3 separate regions of the Mus musculus genome follow, and regions 1 and 3 are each linked to region 2. The links are chromatin contacts, called in public ChIA-PET and promoter capture Hi-C maps. All regions are on one chromosome and are shown on one strand. Each heading gives the region's core, a stretch centred on a gene start, on an enhancer-like site or on the middle of the called end of the contact. The rest is flanking DNA. Distances are from core to core; before and after follow the strand shown.

Region 1 (4,660 bases), core at 1,094-3,593, 190 kb after region 2:
ATGGGGAAAGGAATTAAGAGGATAGTAGAGGCAGAGAAAGGGAGAGAGAGGGGAGGAGGGGAGGGGAGGAGAGAGAGAGAGGAGGGGAGGGGAGGGGAGGAGAGAAGAGAAGAGAAAGAGAGGAGAGGAGAGAGAGAGGAGGGGAGGGGAGGAGAGGAGAGGAGAGAAGAGAAGAGAAGGAGAGGAGAGAGAGGGGAAGGGAGGGGAGGGGAGGGGAGGGGAGAAGAGAAGAGAAGAGAAGAGAAGGAGAGGAGAGAGAGGAGAAGAGAAGAGGAGAGGAGAGAGAGGAGAGAGAGGAGAGGAGAGGAGAGGAGAGGAGAGGAGAGGAGGGGAGGGGAGGGGAGGGGAGGGGAAGGGAAGGGAAGGGAAGAAGAGAAGAAGAGGCTGGTCGTGGCTATGAGCACGTGGAGAGAGGGAGGAAGGGAATGGGAAGGGAAGAGGAAGAGCAAGAGAGCAAAAGAGAGCAAGAAAACAAGAGAGGGAGGAGGGGGCAAGCAGCCCCTCTCATGATGGTTTAGGCCTGGTAACTATGGGGAGGAACATACCTGGCTGTTGCCAGGTAACTGTGGGTTGGAGCTTAGACAGACCTCTAACAAGGTCTGTTAACAGCCATGACTGCTCCTAGGTATGGAGAGAGAGCATAGCTGGAGGTGGGGAGCTCTGAGAGAGTCCAGAGTGGACCTGACCAGACTGAGCTGTGCTTTGTTGGGAGAGGGGAGCGAGGGGGACCAGGTACAGCAGCAGCCAGGAGGCCCAAAGGTACAAAAAATAGTGGGTAACCGAAATAGTTGGACTACATAGGGAGGAACAGCTCAGCACCTAGGGCCGCAATTTGGGGTGGGGGCGGGGTACATCAGCCTGGAGGGCCTTGTAACAGGGAGGGACTAAGAGATGTCAGGAGAACCTGGCAGCCAGGGCTCAGTTTGATGTGTTAAATAGGCACCTCAGCCATTTGTCCTAAGTTTAAAACCTAACACCCCAGCCTTTTGTTGATAATAAATAGATAAGGAGTGATTTGTAATCTCCTCTAGGACTACTTCCTGTTGACATTGGGGCGTCCTTGTTTGGGGGACCAATGGAAGCTGGAATGCTGACCAATTCCAGGAAGAGCCGGCTGTTTCACTCACTGGCCAGGCTCTGCTGTCCCACCCGGGGCTAGGGAGTGCAGGCTACTTGGGAGCCGCCTGAGAGGCTGGATCACCTGGGGCGAGTGGCTCCGAAGCTTTCGGAGATACAGATTGTGAGGGAACATCTGGAGTTTGTGCTGGGGCAGCCAGCAGTTGATTTGAAATCTGCTGGGACAAATTGGGTAGTTTTGGAGAGAAAGTAAAATTTAGGGGTTTCGATTTTTTTTTTTTTAATCTTGAGTGTACATTTGAAAACTGGTAGTTGGGGGAGGAGAGTCCCAAGACCTGGAGAGAGTCCCACCCTAAGGAATGGTTAGTAGACAGAAAAACTTAGGCTGTCAGGATTACTTAAATCTGTTTGACCTATGAGACATGGATCCAAAATGATTCCCTGAAGCTACAAGAGTTTGTTTTGTTTTGGTTTGGTTTTTTGTTTTCTTCATTTTTCAAAAAGAGGCAAAGTTTTAGATATGTTAGCATTGCCACTGTTTGCAATCTGGACTGAAATTCACATTGTTCAAAAGGCAGTAAGGAGACTCATACTTTTGACTCGTAGCTTGGGACCCCACAATGATTTTAGGTTCAAAGCGTGAACACTCTTTCTTCTGTCCAGAAGGCTGGGTGTGGACAGGTCAGACACATGTTTTTAGCACAATGTGAAACATTTTTTTAAAAAAGACAACTAAAGGAAAATTTAAAAGTTAAGCTTGTGCTTAATAGCATTAGCATCAGCAGTGCTTTACCAGAGCCCGACTAATAGCTTATCAGACGCTGTTGATTAACGTCAAGGCTTTGACCTTTTTAAGCTTCAATATGGAGCGGGAAAGAGATCTGAAGCATTTTCTATACCTTAAATCACGTCCTTAGGCCTTTGTAATTCTCACAAACACTTCTTTAAAAGTGGCTGATAATTGAGCGGTCACTATAATAAAGCAGGCTCCTTTAAATAAAAGAATAGTAGAAAAGTTACCTTGAAACCTATTTTATGAATTTAGTCCTGTTTTAGAGTCTAGGGTCTAGAGCGAAGTAAACTGTTTAGTCTTTCTCAGCTGGACACCTAGAAGGTCCCAAGTGAGTAAGGGCTGAGACAGAGGAGCTCAGAGGTGAGAAGGCAGCTGCAGCCTTGGGGGAAGGAGCTGGTAAAGCTTACTGCTGTTAAAGGTACAGTCAGTCCATGTGCTCAGAGATCTGAGACCGATAAATTGCAGCTGGAAGGATAATCCAAATGACTATGCATCATTTAAATGACAGAGACTTCCCCATTCCCTAAGGTGAGTCTCCTAGGCTCTTGGTGGCCTTCCTAGTTTTACTGGGGACAGTAGTCACAGGTCTTCTGCTGTCATAGAGCATAACAGCTCAGTTTCAGCTGTCAAAACGGAGCAGCATGGGCCTTTGGCTGTCAGACCCAGGTCTGAGATTTTTCCTGTAGAGGAACTTGGGAAAACTGATCTTACTTTGACCAGGCAAAGTAGAGCAATCAACCGCAAAGTGTCCACAGTTTGTGTAGAGCCCTGGCAGGGGGTGAAGCATGGGGTGATTTTACCCAGTGATACGTGTAACCACAATTAGGGGGAGTTGCTACACCCTACCTTTCAGGTTCCCACTCAAAAGAGGCATATCTATTATGGGAAGCTTAACCATTTTAAACACCATACTCAGCAGGTCCCTGAAGAGTCTGAGGACCATCTATCTATTAAGTAGACCTGATTTCAGGCTTAACCTTGAAAATACATACAGGAGGTTAAATAAAGCTTGGCGCTAAACCAACAGTATACAAGTTAGTAGCTTAGCAAGGCAAGCAAAGACAAAGGAGCTAGACAAATAGTACTGTGAACCTGAGTAGACTGAAAGAACCTAGTGGGGAAACCCCCACTCAATTCTCGATTCGGCGTGCACCCAAGAATCACAAACAGACGACCATCTTGATGTAAAAGCATGAGGTAGTTTAATGACGGAGCTCCGGGCCGACACATATCTCCCGCAGGAGACAGAGGTGTCGACCACATGGTGGAGCCATAATGGCGGAGCTCCGGTTCGAAACGTATCTCACGCAGGAGACAGTGGTTTCGACCCCAACGCTTGGAGGCTAGGGGTTTTTATAGAAAAGGGGTGGGGCTGGGGGAGGAATTGGCGCGGTTTCACATGATTGGTCCATTTAAACATCAACAGACTGTCAGAAGGGCAGGAGATAGGGAGGCACTAGGACAGTCAGGACATATGACGACGGGCCTGCCCGGGCATGTCCTGGCCTGTTCTGCTATGTTCTCAGCCCCAGGTTTCAAAGCTCACAAACAACTCTTTGGGCTATTTGACATAAATTACATGAATCACATGTCTCAAGTTTTATTTCCTTTATAGACCTTAGGAGTTTATAAATTGATGCAGTTAGCAAAGGTATAAGTATTTAGGTTGAAATCTCTAAGTGGGCTCTTGTTAATCATAGAAAAATCCATACCAATGCAAAATAATTTGGAGACTTGGATGTTCCCTTTGTCTAAAAAGAGGTACAGTGACAAACTAAGTCCTCAGTAGGACTGAGAAATTTTATAATTGTTCCTTTATACCATGTGGTCATCTTAAGATAGGGAAGTCACGCGGCACGTACCCTTTAACCTTAGTAAACATGGCTGACAACCATGTGGTTGGTGTTTAAAAATATCTGTTTTAAAAACAAGAGTTGACACATAGCATGCACTCACTGATAAGTGGATATATTAGGCAAAAAGGTCGGAATACCCAAGATTCAACTCACAGACCATATGAAGCTCAAGAAGAAGGAAAATCCAAGATGTGGATGCTTCTGTCCTTTTTTTTTTTTTTTTTTTTTTTTTGAGACAGGGTTCCTCTGTGTAGCTCTGCCTATCCTGGAATTCACTCTGTAGACCAGGCTGGCCTCGAACTCAGAAATCCACCTGCCTCTGCCTCCCAAGGGCTGGGATTAAAGTCGTGCGCCAAGAAGTGCTTGCTGACAGGAGCCTGATATAGCTGTCTCCTGAGAGATTATGCCAGAGCCTGACCAATACAGACACAGATGCTCGCAGTCATCCATTGGACTGAGCATGGGGACCATAATGGAGGAGTTAGGGCAAGGACTGGAGGAGCTGAAGGGGTTTGCAACTCCATAGGAAGAACAACAATATCAACCAACCAGACACCCTCTCCCAGAGCTCCCAGGGACTAAACCACCAACCAAAGAGTACACATGGAGGGACCCATGGCTCCAGCTGCACAAGTAGCAGAGGATGTTCCTTATCTGGCATCAGTGGGAGAGGAGGCCCTTGGTCCTATGAAGGCTTGATGCCCCAGTGTAGGGGAATGCTAGGGCAGTGAGGTGGGAATGGGTGTGTGTGTGTGTGTGTGTGTGTGTGTGTGTGTGTGTGTATGTGTGTGTGTGAGAGAGAGAGAGAGAGAGAGAGAGAGAGAGAGAGAGAGAGAGCACCCTCATAGAAGGTGGATAGGAGGATTGCAGAGGGGAAACTGGGAAAGGGGGATAACAATTGAAACGTAATTAAGTAATTGAAATGTAAATAAGT
Region 2 (4,699 bases), core at 1,629-4,128:
GTCCAAGCCCACACCTACTCCAATAGGGACACACCTTCTAATAGTGCCACTCCCTGGACTAGGCATACTCAAAGCACCGTACCATGCCAAGGGTAGTGCCATGGCTGGCAAAGGCTGGGCCAGTTCTCCTGCCCTCCTCCCCCCTTGCCCCTCTGCCCTCCTGCCCTCCCACCCTCCTGTCCAGCTCCTGCCCAGGCGAGGGGTAGAGTCAGCTCTCCCTAATGAGCGTCTTCTTTTTTAAACTATTATTTACCTTCTGTGTATGGGTGTGTTGCCTGCATGTATGTCTGTGCATCAGACATGCACTGAAATCAGAAAAGGGTAATTGGAGCCTGTGGAGCTGGAGTTCCAGTTGTTAGCAGCCATTTGGGTGCTAGGAATGAGTCGTGGGTCCTCTTAACTGCTGAGCTGTCTCTCCAGGAATTCCCAGTCCTTTTTTGAGAGAGGGTCTTACCTTGTATCCCTGACTGACCTGCAGCTCCCAATGTAGGCCAGTCTGGCTTTGAACTCTACCTGCCTCTACCTCCTGAGTGCTGGGGTCCTGTGCACTAGGAAGCCCAGTGCTAGGCAGTATTAGGAAGGTTGAAAAATACTGCTTTGGGGGATCTTGTCTAGTTTTAGTTGGACAACCCTCCTGTGTTCCTTTTGGAGAAATAAAGATCCAGAAAAAGTTGTCTGGGGGTCACAACCTAGAAGCTGCCTGTCTTAGTCAGGGTTTCTATTCCTGCACAAACATCATGACCAAGAAGCAAGTTGGGGAGGAAAGGGTTTATTCGGCTTACACTTCCATACTGCTGTTCATCACCAAGGAAGTCAGGACTGGAACTCAAGCAGGTCAGAAAGCAGGAGCAGATGCAGAGGCCATGGAGGGATGTTCTTTATTGGCTTGCCTCCCCTGGCTTGCTCAGCCTGCTCTCTTATAAAACCCAAGACTACCAGCCCAGAGATGGTCCCACCCACAAGGGGCCTTTCCCCCTTGATCACTAATTGAGAAAATGCCTTACAGTTTGATCTCATGGAGGCATTTCCTCAACTGAAGCTCCTTTCTCTGTGATAACTCCAGCTGTGTCAAGTTGACACAAAACTAGCCAGTACACTGCCATGGCTTAAAATGATGGACTCAGAACAATTCAAGTCTTCTGTGAACAACTTTGGGGCAGAACAGGCAAGTGAGTCAGGAGAAAGGGGATACTTTGTAATTAGTGCCTGCCCACATTTCTTTTTCTTTTCTAAAAATTCTTATTAGGTAGATTTATTTATTTTATATTATGTGTGAGTGTTATACATGTATATGGGTCTGAGCACAGACCCCCCTGGAACTTGTTCATTAGGAATGGCTGTAAACCCCATGCGGGTGCTAAGAATGGAACCCAGAGCCTTTGCAAGAACAACTAGTGCTCTTAACCACTGAGCCATCGCTCTCCAAGCCCTATTTTGCTTTTTTGAAACAGGGTCTCACTATGTAGTCCCTGTTGGCCTGGAGCTTGCTATACAAAGCAGACTGACCTCCAACTCACAGATTTTGCCCACCCCTTCCTTCCCTTCCCTCCTTCCCTCCTTCCTTACCTCCCCCTTCCTTCCTTCCTTCCTTCCTTCCTTCCTTCCTTCCTTCCTTCCTTCCTTCTTTCCTTCCTTCCTTCTTTCCTACTGGAATTGAAAGTGAGGGCACCGTGCCTGACACCTGACCACATTTCAAAGCAGTGTAAGGCATCATGTCTGCCTTGGGAAACCCAAAGGGTGTACCCCATCTTTTAGAGTTAGGAACTGGACTGTTATTGACCATACAGGAAGAGCCATTGGCCACTCCACTATTCCTGACTGTTAGTGGCCCTGATCTTACCTTTGGAGAAATTACTATATCTTCTGAGCCTTCTGGATGGCCAGGGGGTGTGTGTCTTGAGGTTGAATGACATGTCCAGTGATAGGAACCCTGGCCTTGTCCTTGTTTCTCTTTTTCTATAATCCTTTTCACCTGGGATGTCTTTAAATCTACCCTTGGTCAGACTTTTGTGCAAATTTCTTTCCACACAGGGACAAAAGCTGTTGATAGGTAGTAGGGACTGTGGTGCCCCAGGGCAGGCAGCTTTTTAAGTTCCAGAGCGCTGAGAAGAAATTGCAAGCCCTTTCCCTGGCTATGTAGGCTCAGTTCCCATGCTCTATCACCTACACACACACACACACACACACACACACACACACACCCCTCAGAACATCAAAAGTCTTTCCTACTTTGGAACTTTTATTTGGCTCCTCTCCCAACACCCTTTTTTTCTTCTCCAAAGTAGCCCAGCCTATGATTCAACCAGCTCCTCACTGCTTCTGTGGCCCTTGCTACATTTTTATTTCTATGACATTTATTTTGTATGTGGGGGACACGACTTAAAAGGAATTGGTGACATCCTTCCTTCATGTAGGTTCCACGGATCGAACTCATTTATTTCGTTGGGCTTGACATAAAATAATATCGTTACCTATCTAGTTTAGTATATATTCTTGTGACTCAACAAATATTAAATTAAATTCAAGAAAGACCTGATTTGGCTCAATAAGTCTTAGTTAAGTGTATAAGCCATTCCCTAAGGTCTAAACACCGCCGCTAAGTCAGCGTAGCCTGAGACTCAAGAACTCAGCAGCTGAAAAATCTGTCCTTCCTTTGGACCCACTTGTAATATTCAGTGTAGTTTAATATTTCTAGGATTTAAGCTACGAGGCTGTGAAGAGGAAAGGCAGACGCGGAAAAGAGGGCTACAGAGCTCGCGTCTGCGTTTTTTCTCTAAATCATCACAGGAACTCGATGTGCCCAGGCGCTTTTGCCCTAGTTCGCGCCGTGGCCCCTTTAAGGAGCATGTCGTGGGCAGAGAGGGCGGAACCAGGTACCGGAAGCTGGGAGCAGCGCTGGCCCGGACGCTTAGTGCTCTCTCTCTCTGCCTGGTTGTCACTGCCCGCTCTGTGCAGGTCCCGAGCCATCGGCTCGGCATCTCCGCCGCCCCCCGGGAGCCTGGCCCGTGAGCCCGCCGGAGCGCGCCTCTCAGGTCTTCCCGCGGCCCTCTGAGGCTTCGTCGTTCTCTCTAGGCCGCGGGTCCGCATCTCCGTCCCTGGCGCTCGGCGACTCCCTGCACTCTGAGCTCTGGCGCTGGACAGCTTGTCACCCGTGGTCCCCGGCTCAGGTCCCCGTTATCCCTCCCCTCCTGGGCTGCGCTAGGGGGCGCGGTCCGACTCATCCCCGCTTCGGCACGGAGCGTCTCCACAATGGCTTCCCTTTAGGTAGAGAACAAGCAGTCTAGGCCAAGGGGTCTAGAGAGGATGGTGACCCCCTGGCGTTTGTCTGTCAGGGTCTGCTTGTCACACTTAAGATGCTTTGAGTTCAGAAAGGAACTTGGGCATTCCAGACCCCTGGGATGCTCTCGCAATGCCAGACTATGTTGGTTTCTGCTAGGTACTTTGCCCAAATTAATCTCAGCCCATGGCAGTGTTGGAGAGGGGGCGCCTGGCAGCTTGTGCCAGAGAAAGACTCACTGGAGTGACCTGGCGGAAAATGGACTAGTGGAGAAGGTGGCCCAAGAAGGGCCTCTGGCCCGCGTCTTACTGTGTCTCCGCCTAGGGCTCCGCGCTGGTGTGCTCTTGGCGAAATTCTTCCCCCTCCTCTTCTTGTACCCTCTCACCTACTTGGCCCCTGGCCTCTCCACCCTCTGGCTCCATCTGCTTTTCAAAGCTACAGAGACCTCAGGCCCAACATATATCAAATTGGGCCAATGGGCCAGCACCCGGCGCGACCTCTTTTCAGAGGCTTTCTGTACCCAGTTCTCCAAGCTGCATGTCCAGGTGACCCCCCACCCTTGGGCAAGGACGGAATACTTACTCCAGCAGGCATTTGGGGAGGATTGGGGCAGCCTCCTCTTTTTCGAGACCCGGGAACCTGTAGGTTCAGGTTGTGTGGCCCAAGTGTACAAAGCGTTCGCTAGTATTTCCTTGTTGGAGGAAGACAGGATCTGGAGACTTGGGGAGCTCTCTGCCCCAGGAACCAGGGCCGTGGTGATGCAGAGAGAGCCCTTTATGAAAGACCGGAAGCCTTCAGAAAACCTTGCCGACGAAGCATTTCTAGAAAAACTGCTTCTTCCTAAAGCTGACCTTGGTGGGTCAGAAGTGGGTGTGTCTCAGGCTCCCTGGCATCTGCCTAAGTCAGATCACCTCATCCCAGTGGCAGTGAAAGTAAGTGCTCTCAGACCTTGCCTAGCACTTTAATCAAGTACCTACCCACTGAGCTGTCTGCCCCAGATCCGAAAGAGACCCTCGTGAGGGGCACATTGCTTTCTGTTCTAAGACTGAGTATTCCTTCTCCAAAAATGCTTGGGAATGGGAGCGTTTTGGATTTCATACGGTTCTGGATTGTAGAGCATTTGTATATCTTGGATGAGATAGCCTGGGATAGGACCCAAGTCTAAACACGAAACGTGAAATTCATTTATGTCTCACACACACACTCCACAACTTAGACATGTAGACTATAGGTCATTTCATGAAGTACTTTTAGTGCACCTGTGTAATGACCTTGCATCACCTGAGGTCAGGTTTGGAATTTTTCACTTGTCAGTCCTTTACCGGGTCAGATATTGAAGCATTTTGAGTTTGGATTAGGGCTGCTATTGCTATTGTAGCTCAACCAATACCTGTTAAATTCAAGCTATTTCTTTTATTTATT
Region 3 (4,386 bases), core at 370-2,869, 230 kb before region 2:
ATTATTTCCTCATTTGTATTTCTGGCTACATCGCAAAGCCACTGCTAAAATCTGTTATAGAACTAGGGTTATAGTACATTTCCTAACCCAGGGTTCAATCCCTAGCCTGGAAAATAAAATAAATCTGTTGTATCCAGCAAACACAGACAAGAAAGGAAAGGGAAATCCTTCTGTTTGCCCTTCCTCTGGTACCTGACAATCTACACACTAAGGTGCTATGTTTGCTTCCTTGGCTGGAGATAGCGGGACAGTGGGAGGAAGCCAAAATGAACACATTCCTACTCCATCTTGAATCTCTCACAAAATCAGCTTCAAAGCCAAGCCATCCCTGAAAGCACACAAAGGCGCTGCATTTAAAGAGATTTCCAAGTGTTCCCAGGACAAAAGAGCTGATCCATCACCCGCAGACTAAGAGAAGACAGCCCCTATAAACCACAGCCTGTCAGTCTCAAGCTGGCCCTCTTCCTTTGGACTTTTTGTTCTCACAGAAGCTGCGTGTTTACTGGTAGGACGGGTTGGGAAAGACGGCTGTGGAGCAAGCAATAAAACTTCAAATGAGATTTCCTAACTCTGAAAGATGGCAGGCGACTAACCACGCGGAAGGAGAGGCACACATGCGTACCTATGATACCTCCGACGTCGTACCAAATGGACAGCTTGTCAGCTTCGGCTTCCTTCCACCCGAAGTTGTTACTCAGATAAAAGGGCAGCCAGAAGAAGAAGGAGTAGTTCACTAGCTTCAGGCAGGCGTAGGCCAGTGAGTACTGCAGGAGAAACCACAACTGTCAACAAGCAGCATACAGCACAGCATGGGGTCCTCCCTGACCTTACCCAGAAGCCCTCTTTCTTTACTTCTACTGGTTTCCAAAAAAAGAAAGGAGGAAGGAAGGAAGGAAGGAAGGAAGGAAGGAAGGAAGGAAGGAAGGAAGGAAGGAAGGAAGGAAGGAAGGAATTATGCACAGCTTTTTCTTAACTACCCCCAGTTTCTTCTTCTATCATTTCTCTGGTAAAAGCAAGGCAGTGTTTGAAACCCAGAAAGCAGTACACACTGTACCCACGTTTCTTTATTTAGACAAAAGGTCCCTGGTGTTCATGCTTCCAACCACCATCAGCCACAGGCAAATTGGCCTAGCAAACCTCAGCTCATCTTGCTGGCAGCCAGGCTTTCTTGGTTCTCTCCCCGCAAATTTAATTCTGCAAACTACGGAGAGTTAATGACTCAGTCACAGACAGAAAGACATCTACCTGTGGACCACATCCCACAGAAAAGAGCCTTTCTGGAGGGCCAAAAAGAAAGAGCTATGGTTTCCACTGGCCTCTGGCTCTCTTCTGAAAGAGCTGCCTTAAGTGGGTGATGGCTGAGACTCCTGTACTCAACACATACATTATTACCAGGAAACCCTGACTATTAGCATCAAAGGGAAGGCAGAGGAAGAGGGCGGACTTCAAAGAGTGTCTGGCTAGAACTCCTGCACCCCACCCCCACCCCCACCCCAGTGCCAGTGATTTCCCAGGTGCCACTTGTTTTAAAAGTGCTTCCCTGGCAGGCAGGGTAGCAGACACCCCGTAGAGAGCCAAATCCTGACCACCACAGCTCTCAGCCCAGAAGCCTGCTACAAAGACAAAGGCTTAGCTAGACTTCCTCTCCACCCTGCCAGTGCCAGAGAACAATGGCTTAGGAGTACAAAGGAGCCAGCAAGTAAGTTTCTTGTTTAGCCACAACAAACTGAAGTTCTGTCTCTACCAAAACAACTGCTGGTATAATATTTTTATAACCGAAAGGCACTATGTTCATAAGAACAGGACTACAAGGGCCTAAAGGAACCAGAGTTTCCCTATCTCTATCTCTATTTCCCTATTCCCTAGCTCTAAGAATTAGAGAGTGTTACACTTGACTGACTGCCTGTTCGTAGGGTTAGTTTTTTAGCAGAGAGGCAGAGGGCAGAAGAGAGCTGGGAGGGACAGAGTAGGATGGCTGCAGACTTGCATCATGAAATCAGATGCTTTGTGAACTATACAATGAGCCAGGCAAGATGGGTGCCATCTCCATTCCCTGGCACTGAGACACAAGGATGGGTTGGGAGACTTATCCAAGTCTCACAGAAAGTTACTGGGCAAGCTGCAAACACAACCTAGGCCTCTTAACTTCCACTCCAGTGATAGGACCCCCAAAACATGAAGACAGACAGACTGCAGCAGCAGGAGGGGCTCCGCTCAGACAGAGTTGACCTGGACTGCAAAGGTTGTGGAAATGCTGGGATAAATTACCAAGAAATCCTTGTGTACTCTGTCCTAGGACTGGGCAACTCCCTACTCCCCAGAATGATCAGAATTCACAAATAGGCAGATGATGAACCATTCAAAACCCCTCTTGGTCCAGGTAAATCTGAGAGATCAAAATATTTAAAAACTTGTTAACTGTGCCTTGGCAGTTGCATGATGGATCAGCATCAGCATGTTCACGAGTCACGTCTGGACATGCCCGCCCAACCCCTGTTGTCTGAAGCTTCTATATGTGACAGGGTTTCCATGGCTACCAGGGAAGCTGACAGATGCTACACAACCACCTAGGACTGCATCAGTAGACAGTAGAAGGCAGCGTGCTCCCCACCCAGCACAGCACTGAAGGTACCACACCCGGCCAGCTGTGGAAGGAGACCAGGGAGTCCTTACCGGGATGACCCCAGGAAGGCAGCAAGCCTGATGAAAGCTTATGGCCTTCACTTGGACGACAGCCCTGTCCTCCTGGATCGAATAGTTAGGCTCATAGTCATCTTCATTTTCAGCACCATCGATGAGTGGCCTCTGTGAATCTTCTTCCGAGCTCTCCTCTGCCCCGATACTCGGGAGACCTAGGAGAGTATTAACAGCGGCCCTGTACAGACACAGCCTGTGTGCCTGGCCTTCCGAGGCTCTGCACACATCACCACTCACAATGTTGATACTGTCCTTATTTTCATCTTGTAGGAGACCAAGGCCAACTATAGCCGACTGAGGCTACCAAGCCCATTCAGTCAGGACGAGCTGCACGCTTCTCAGCTCCTGAGGCTTCGCTTGTACACCCCACAGTTAGCCGTAAGAAAAGAGCAGACTGAATCGTTTTCATAAAGGAAAAGAATCCAGTCTCAAGACGTTACTCTCTTAGCCAGTGTCTCAGACATACAAACCATCTGCAAATGTCTGGTTCTTCCTGTTGTGAGAAGGTGAGCTGCACTCCTCTCAACTCCCTGTAGTGGTATAAGATGGGGCTGTAACGGTCAGTATGGACAGGGCCAAACTGCTCCTTTAACTTCCAAAGAGGAGTGTAATTTCATTTCCTGTCCTTGGACCTCCCAGCTCCTACCAGTAACATATTTCGAATAGAAGAGATGGCTTCTCCTCACCAATTTCTTCTGGTGACACTAGAAGTCCAAAGAAGATGATGATCCCACCAGCAAACTGCACAGATGCGGTCACCAGAAAGGCGTACTGGAGGAGAGGAGAAGTGGCTTTTACAGAGGTGGTCATCACAGCTATATTGTTACAGACACGCAAGGGGAGGGGTGGGGACAGAAGAGACAGGGAGACTGGAAGAACCCCAGTACTTTGGGCTTCCAGGCTGGGCACTGTGTCAAGCATCCTGCATGTGACTTCTCATTGCATTTTCCTAAGGACATGGTAAGACTCACAGATGACCACGGGAGTCACCTGGATACTAAGCAGCACTGTTAGGATTAGAAAATCAGGACAGCCCCCCAAATCTCATTCTTTTCATTATCCACACTCCTACAAAAAGTATCTGCCTTTGAAGACATTAAATCCAGTCAAGGGGAATCAAACAATACCCAAAACAGTGTGAAAAGGTGGCATGCAGCTAAATAAACAAGAACCTAGTAAGAAACATGCAGGATCGGGGCTGGAAAGATGACTCAGTGGTTAAGAGCATGTCCTGAGGTCAAATCCCAGCAACCACATGGTGGCTAACAACCATCTGTGATGGGATCTGATGCCCTCTTCTGGTGTGTCTGAAGACAGCGACAGTACATCCACATCCACAAAATAAATAAATAAACATTAAAAAGAAAAGAAAGCAGCACACAGGATCCAGAAGGAAGCACCAGCTAGAGGAGGCTGACACTGCAAGATGGTGTTAAGGGAACAGTGAGAAAAATCATCTTTCAAGGCACAGCAGCAGCACGGGTGCTGCAGGCTGGGCATGAGATGGAGCATTCTCTACAAGCCTCAGGTGAGGCTTCTGCCCAGGGATACAGGGAAGCAAACTGCCACGGAGGATGACAGATGTCAGGAGGAAGGACTCGATGGCCAGGCTGGACAGCCAGCTGATTGATATGGACAACGAGGCAGCATTTTTAACCAAGTGAATGACAACATTCAAGCACTGCTCCA

What was found. Promoter capture Hi-C pulls out the DNA fragments that hold promoters and counts their contacts. ChIA-PET counts read pairs in DNA pulled down with a chosen protein or histone mark.
Region 1: a contact with region 2 is called in a promoter capture Hi-C map of trophoblast stem cells, with 3 times the contacts expected there. The contact joins the enhancer-like site here to the promoter of Adck2 in region 2. A contact is called at or near these places in 12 of 39 promoter capture datasets (the C10 cell line, the HPC-7 cell line, cranial neural crest and 6 more), 1 of 15 datasets of contacts at CTCF or cohesin (large pre-B cells), 6 of 484 Hi-C or Micro-C datasets (the AML12 cell line, the C2C12 cell line, CD8 T cells and 3 more), 3 of 115 datasets of contacts at active chromatin or transcription factors (embryonic stem cells, stem cell-derived neural progenitor cells and trophoblast stem cells) and 3 of 9 other capture datasets (adipose tissue, liver and pancreatic islet).
Region 3: an RNA polymerase II ChIA-PET map of memory CD8 T cells shows a contact between it and region 2, with 42 read pairs. The contact joins the enhancer-like site here to the promoter of Adck2 in region 2. A contact is called at or near these places in 9 of 39 promoter capture datasets (the 3T3-L1 cell line, 3T3-L1-derived adipocytes, embryonic stem cells and 4 more), 16 of 484 Hi-C or Micro-C datasets (the 3T3-L1 cell line, 3T3-L1-derived adipocytes, the HPC-7 cell line and 9 more), 3 of 115 datasets of contacts at active chromatin or transcription factors (embryonic stem cells, memory CD8 T cells and trophoblast stem cells) and 3 of 9 other capture datasets (embryonic stem cells, liver and pancreatic islet).

The regions. Positions count from the first base shown.
Region 1 is chr6:39,758,083-39,762,742 of GRCm38.p6, forward strand. No RefSeq gene overlaps it. Among named protein-coding and RNA genes, the nearest start is that of Braf, 35 kb to the left of the region's middle. Within about 2 kb of position 2,344, at least 17 of the 459 cell types and tissues checked have an H3K27ac peak or open chromatin away from gene starts, as enhancers often do. A contact at or near this core is called in embryonic stem cells and trophoblast stem cells, where this site is marked.
Region 2 is chr6:39,570,998-39,575,696 of GRCm38.p6, forward strand. It overlaps Adck2 (aarF domain containing kinase 2), which reads left to right and starts at 2,879. Exons shown (of 8, transcript NM_178873.3): 1 at 2,879-4,209. The coding sequence starts at 3,304.
Region 3 is chr6:39,346,667-39,351,052 of GRCm38.p6, forward strand. Slc37a3 (solute carrier family 37 (glycerol-3-phosphate transporter), member 3) reads right to left here. Exons shown (of 15, transcript NM_028123.3): 8 at 3,384-3,468; 9 at 2,674-2,852; 10 at 623-764. Among named protein-coding and RNA genes, the nearest start is that of Slc37a3, 29 kb to the right of the region's middle. Within about 2 kb of position 1,620, at least 101 of the 459 cell types and tissues checked have an H3K27ac peak or open chromatin away from gene starts, as enhancers often do. A contact at or near this core is called in the HPC-7 cell line, embryonic stem cells, memory CD8 T cells and 2 more, where this site is marked.